Linked DNA regions of Gossypium hirsutum: region 2 is linked to region 1. A link is a contact called in public Hi-C data. All regions are on one chromosome and are shown on one strand. The core of a region is the stretch at or near the end of the contact, and the rest is flanking DNA. Distances in the headings are between cores, read along the strand shown. Region 1 holds the start of LOC107908478 (extensin). Region 2 holds the start of LOC107908474 (26S proteasome non-ATPase regulatory subunit 1 homolog A).

Evidence for each region. Hi-C and Micro-C count contacts between places; a contact is called where the count stands out from the background.
Region 2: a contact with region 1 is called in a Hi-C map of leaf, with 2.7 times the contacts expected there. The contact joins the promoter of LOC107908474 here to the promoter of LOC107908478 in region 1. A contact is called at or near these places in 5 of 34 Hi-C or Micro-C datasets (callus, leaf and petal).

Annotation. Positions count from the first base shown.
Region 1 is chrD02:43,031,047-43,033,999 of Gossypium_hirsutum_v2.1, reverse strand. It overlaps LOC107908478 (extensin), which reads left to right and starts at 1,448. Exons shown (of 3, transcript XM_016835658.2): 1 at 1,448-1,626; 2 at 2,174-2,953. The coding sequence starts at 1,560.
Region 2 is chrD02:43,365,281-43,368,233 of Gossypium_hirsutum_v2.1, reverse strand. It overlaps LOC107908474 (26S proteasome non-ATPase regulatory subunit 1 homolog A), which reads right to left and starts at 1,395. Exons shown (of 13, transcript XM_016835651.2): 1 at 1,183-1,395; 2 at 241-310. The coding sequence starts at 1,337.

The DNA of each region.
Region 1 (2,953 bases), core at 199-2,698:
TTTATCTTAAAAGTTGAAATAAGAGTTTTAGTTTCCCTTAATGAAAAGAATATATTTCATTTTTATCACCTCTCAAATATCAATAAATTAATATTTAATCCTTTAGCCTATCAGAAAATTTTTATTTTTTACCCTTTTTTATAATTAATTTTTTAATTTAAAGTTTTTTTTAAGTAATTTTATCAAAAAATATTGAGTGAAATAATAAAATACATTACTCTCAAGCAAAAAATTCAAGTTTGAACTTTGAATATGACATCATTGAGAGGAACAATCACGAACTTTTAATCTTTATAAACTGAAAAATATATATAAATGATACATTAATTAAACCAAAATTTAAAAATTTTATCTTAAGCCCCTTTGCGTAAAGTTACTAGCTTGGTCCCTACTTACCCCAAAGTGATGGCCCATATAGAAGGGCAAATAATCATGTTGATGCTTCAGTATGACACGTTACATCGATGCTAAAATATGCAGCAAAAGGGCACATTTTTACGATCTCACCAGTCGTAAAACTTTCTAAGAGGAAAAAAAACAGTTGTAAAACTGCCTTTTTCATTCTAATATTCCAATTAGTTAAGACTTTTATAGAGAGGGTCCAACAGGATATGTTCAACATACCCAAAAAAAAAAGGCTTTGCACAAAGCTTAATCCTCCCAATGGCAAAATCTCAGCTTCATCTTTGATTAATATCACTCTCTAGTTATATCATTTGGACTCTTAATTTTTAAAAGCACTTATTCTTTTTTATATTTTTTTCGGATTTACATTCAAATATAAATATATATATACAATTAAATTATCATTTATTCATTTTTCATATTTCAAACTCATCATAATCCAATTCTCAGGATGATTCAAATCATAAAAATTGTGAGAAAGTGAGAACTTTGAGTAGAAAGCAAGCAAGACAAAAGCGCAACCAAAAACCTTCACTTTGATTTTTCCCAATATGAAAGCAAGCATATATGCCAATTTTGCATCAACAACATGAAATGTTTAAGTTAAATCAAAGTGAACAACTTCCTTTACACCTTTTAATCCCTTTACATTATTCTTCATATTTACATTTCTAAGCAAAAGTGAGTACTCATTTACATAATCAACTCGAGCCAAGCTCGAGTTTAATTCTAAATTCGAGATCCCTCAAGTTTTAACTTTAAAAACTCAAACTTGATTCAAGATAAAAACCAAACTACTCGAATTCACTCGATTAGTAAAAAATAAGATTTAATTCTCATGCTCAGGTCTAAATTCGATTATTTATGCTTCAAGCTTAAATTCAAAATTAAAATTTTTCAATAATGTGCTCGCTAGTCATTGGAGTCAAATTTTAAAATATTAAACAAATTAAATTTAAATGTTAATTTTTTTCAAATCGAAACAAATATGTCATTTACATCCGAGTTACAATAAAAGTAGATACTCAAGAATCAAATCTTTGATGGCCAACATACACAGTTGTCTCCTTTGGTTGCCTTTATATATGTCTCAATTATCAGTCTTCTGCTCTTTGAATAGTCTTTGAGTGATTTGGCATTGCTGAAATTGAATCATGGAAAACAGGCTTTGCATGTTCCTTCTCTTTTCAACAATGGCGGCCACTCTTTCCATGCATTGCGGTAAGCTGATTTCTGCTACATTATTGTTTTATTTAAGTTCCTCATTTTTACCATGTCAGTAGGGCAAATCCAAAGAGGGGTCAAAATAAAATTATAATTTTTTTAGAATTAAATGTAATTATATCGTTGGATTAACCTACAATGTTATTATTTTTAAAAAGATTTATAATATTAATATTTTACCCTTATGACAAGGCCCTGCCCCTAGAACTAGAAGTGTGGTAAAGGATTCCATTGTTTTAGTTTTTGACAGTCCAAATGTTGCATGGAGTATATTTAGTTTGCTTCGCCTCTAATGAATATACAAACTCGCATCATGTAATTTATGTCTTCCTCAGTAAACGAATATTTCTATTTTGTTGTATAAGTGTGAGTCATTAAGTAGTCATGCCATGTTTATGTTCTAGTTTTGGTATTATAAGCTTAGTTGTTTTAAACCCTAACATTTGCAATCTTTTCATTTATTCAGGGTGATATATATTATTGGGGAAGGGCAAAAATGTTTTGGGATGATTAAATGTAAATCTAACAGTTGTTTATTGGGCAGATGCAAGAAAATCAATGGAACATATCAAAGATCCAAAACATCAAAGAAATTCAATCATAAAGCACACAAAGAACTTAGAGCTAATGAGTAAACTTATGAGTTTAGTGATTGAACAACCCACTGATACATCAAATACTCAACCTTACGGAGTAAGCTCACCATTTTCTTTGCCACCATTTGATTCTTTGCCCCCTGAAAATTCACATCCTTACTGTGTTAACCCTCCAAATACCCCTGAACCTCCAATTGGAACCTCACCTTCCCCACCCTCTCCCTTTTACAACTTTCCTCCTCTTGGCCCACCACCAAGCCCACCCGGAATAGTTCCGAACCCGCCGATTATATTTCCAGGCCCACCCGGAATAGTCCCGAACCCACCTAGTAATTTTCCAGGCCCACCTGGAATAGTCCCGAACCCACCTAGTATTTTTCCAAGCCCTCCACAAGCAATACCAACACCAACAGGTTACATACCAAGCCCATCGGGGCCGGTATTGAGCCCACCCTATTACGAGCTGAGCCCACCAACCGTTGTTGTGAGCCCGCCATATAATGTTCCATCACCATTTGGGTTTAATCCAAGCCCACCAGAGTTTCTACCGCCAATTGTGTACCCACCCCCAACGGTTCTACCACATCCCAATAGGGCTCCAACCACACAATTATGGTGTGTGGCTAAGCCATCAGTGCCTGGCCCAATCATGCAAGAGGCAATGAACTATGCATGTGCATCCGGGGCGGATTGTGATTCAATTCAACCTAGTGGTCCATGTTTTCAGC
Region 2 (2,953 bases), core at 146-2,645, 330 kb before region 1:
CCATTAATCACTCAGAAGTGAACATTTGTTGGGTGCTAAAATTTGCTAAATCAACAATATTGGTTAAGAAACTTGTCCCAAACATGCAAAGAATCAGATTTTGTAGTTCTGATTTTATTTTCCCATTTCCATAAAGAAATCAGTAGCTCAATTTCCCGGAAATATGCTAGTTATATGCATTCACTCATAAAACATAAGCATGCTTATAAAAACAGACTGAGAGGAACAAGAGAAGAGGACCTTTGAGACAAGCAGCGCAGCAAGTTGTCTCTGATGCTGGTCGAATTCTTCATCTTCATACAAGCTTTCTCTGGAAACCACAAGTTTAATATCAGCATTTAAGCACGGAACTCGTGCATGCAGTGCATTACTTTAATTTGAATCACTCCACCACATAAAACTTAAATAAACTATCTAAGAATTGAAAAACGTGATACATAAATTTAAAATAAGCTGAAGGTGGATGAATGAAGATAAACCTAGAGACATCCCCCTCCAGTATATCTGTCAATATTAGCTACGACATAGAAAAAAAAACTAAAATATAACAAAAGCCACAACATGAACAAATGAATGCCTCAAAATATAAATATACAACATGATATATTAATTATCAAATTTTATATAAATATAAAATACCTTAAAACACAACCATGACACGACATACAAGAACACAAATCAGACACAATTTACCATGTCTACCCTTAGGCCCCTAGCCAAAATGAATTGATCTAGTGTAAAATTTTGAAAATCACCGTTTCCATTTTTTTATTCACTCAAAAGTTATAACTTCTTAAGTAAACAAATCAGTACCCACACAGCACAACAATTGCTTTTAGTTCTTCCTAATCTGAAACTTGAAAATTTTTGTACAAACAAGCTAGCCTGACTAAAGCAATCAATTATCACATAAGCAAAACTGCAATAATTAAGTTGAACCCCTTTTGCAAGGTAAAACCTAATTCCAAAACCATAAATTAAAACAAGCCTAATCTCCATACGTAGCAAAAATTTCAAACTAGCGCACTTGCAAAATTCAAACTAATTCACAGTAAACATCAACAAAAGTTTTCTTCACTCCGTTTTCCTTAAAACTACCCACAACCAATCAGATCAAAATAACCAAACCGCAAACCCTAACAAAAAGAATAAGAAAAAAATACAGAAAGTAATAAGTATTACATTATAGGAACGCTGGTGGAGATCTCTGGCCAAAATTGGTCCACGAAGCTGACAAGATTAGAGAGAGCATGCAACTTCAGCTGAGGATGGCTCTCATTGAGCATCGCCAGTAACCCTCCAGCGGAGCTGACCATCGTCGCCGCTGCCGCCGCCATTACTATTTCTCCCAAAAATAAAAAACCCTAACTTTCTATAATTAATGGGGGCCGGCTTTCGTCAATAAAAGAAGGGTAAATTGGAGATTTTACTTTTGAAATTTTGTCGTAAAAGATAACCTGTAGTAATTTACTTTCTTATCAATTTAATCCATGTATAATTTTAAAGTAAGTAAACTTCAATTATTTTTGTTAACTAGCTTCTAATGTCACTAACTTTTAAATATTATATTTTTAATTACAAAATTAATGAAATTGTGAATTAAATTATAATATTTTTAAATGTATAATAATTATCTTTTTAATGTATAATTATCATATTTTTTTATTTTACTTCATCTTTTTTATTTTAAAATGTAAATTTAATAATATGATAAAAAATAAAAAGTAATCTCATCTGTTCAAAAAAAATTTCAAACTCATACTTTTAAATATATATATTGTAGATAAATAAGCTATATGATAAAGGAACAATTTAGTCCATCAAAATAAATTATGGGTGAAAAATTCATATAACAATTTTTTTAGAAAAAAGGTAAATTCTACTGTAACACCCCAAAATGTTTCAATTTTCTTACGAGACTTTTTCAGGAATTCGATAAGAAAATTCAATTTTGGTGGATTCAACAATTTTTGAAAAGTTGTGAAACCTTAGAAAAACATATTAAGTCATTTTTAAAGTTTCGAGTTTAATCAAATACAAATAGGTGTTGAGAGGTTAAATGATAATTTTATCACCAAAGATATTATAATCATTTGGAACTTAAATATGATTAAATATTAGTACCTATGAGAGAGTGTGATGATAAATTTACTTTTAGATAATTATAAGCTCTTTTTACATTAAATTTTTTTCTTCTTTCGACATTTTTGCCAAACTTTTTTATTTTAAATATCATAAAACAAATAAAAGGGGAAAATCTCCATACTAGCCATTCTAGTAGCCAATCATTACAACACAGGAAGAGAAGCTTTCATTATTCTCTTCTCTTCTTTTCATCTCTACTTATTTCCTCTTCAAATTTTCACTATTTTTCCTCTATTTCTTACAAAAAGCCTTTACAAAAGTTACATTTGAGCTAAAACTTATCATCATCTACATCATGCTATCACTTAGAGTTTATGAGCTTATAGTAAAAAAGTTTAGGGCTTTGGTAAGAACTCTTCCTATTTTAGTATCTTAGCATTTTATTTCATGTTTACTTGCTTTGAATGAGTTGTTGAGCCATTAATATGATCATTTAATGACATTAGTAATATGAGTAATTTTTATTTGTTATTAAAGTAGATGAGGTAGAATGAGAAGTTACAAGAAAATGTGCAAAGGAAAGCTTGTAGATTGAAGGAGGAAGAAGAAATTCACCTCTTTTTGCTTATTTTGATTGGTAAGATCTTTTGGAAATAAAAACTATCATTTACTTTTATTATGATATTTTAACTATATGTATACTAATAATAGCAATGAGAATTGTGTATTAATTGCATGTATCTTAAAGTAAACAAATGTTAGTGTTGAGAATTATGCAATGTTCATAAATCCCGAATTACAAGTAAGTAAAGTTAATATTATCTTCACAAGGAAAGTGAGCATAAGAAATAATTAGAATGAACCCTTA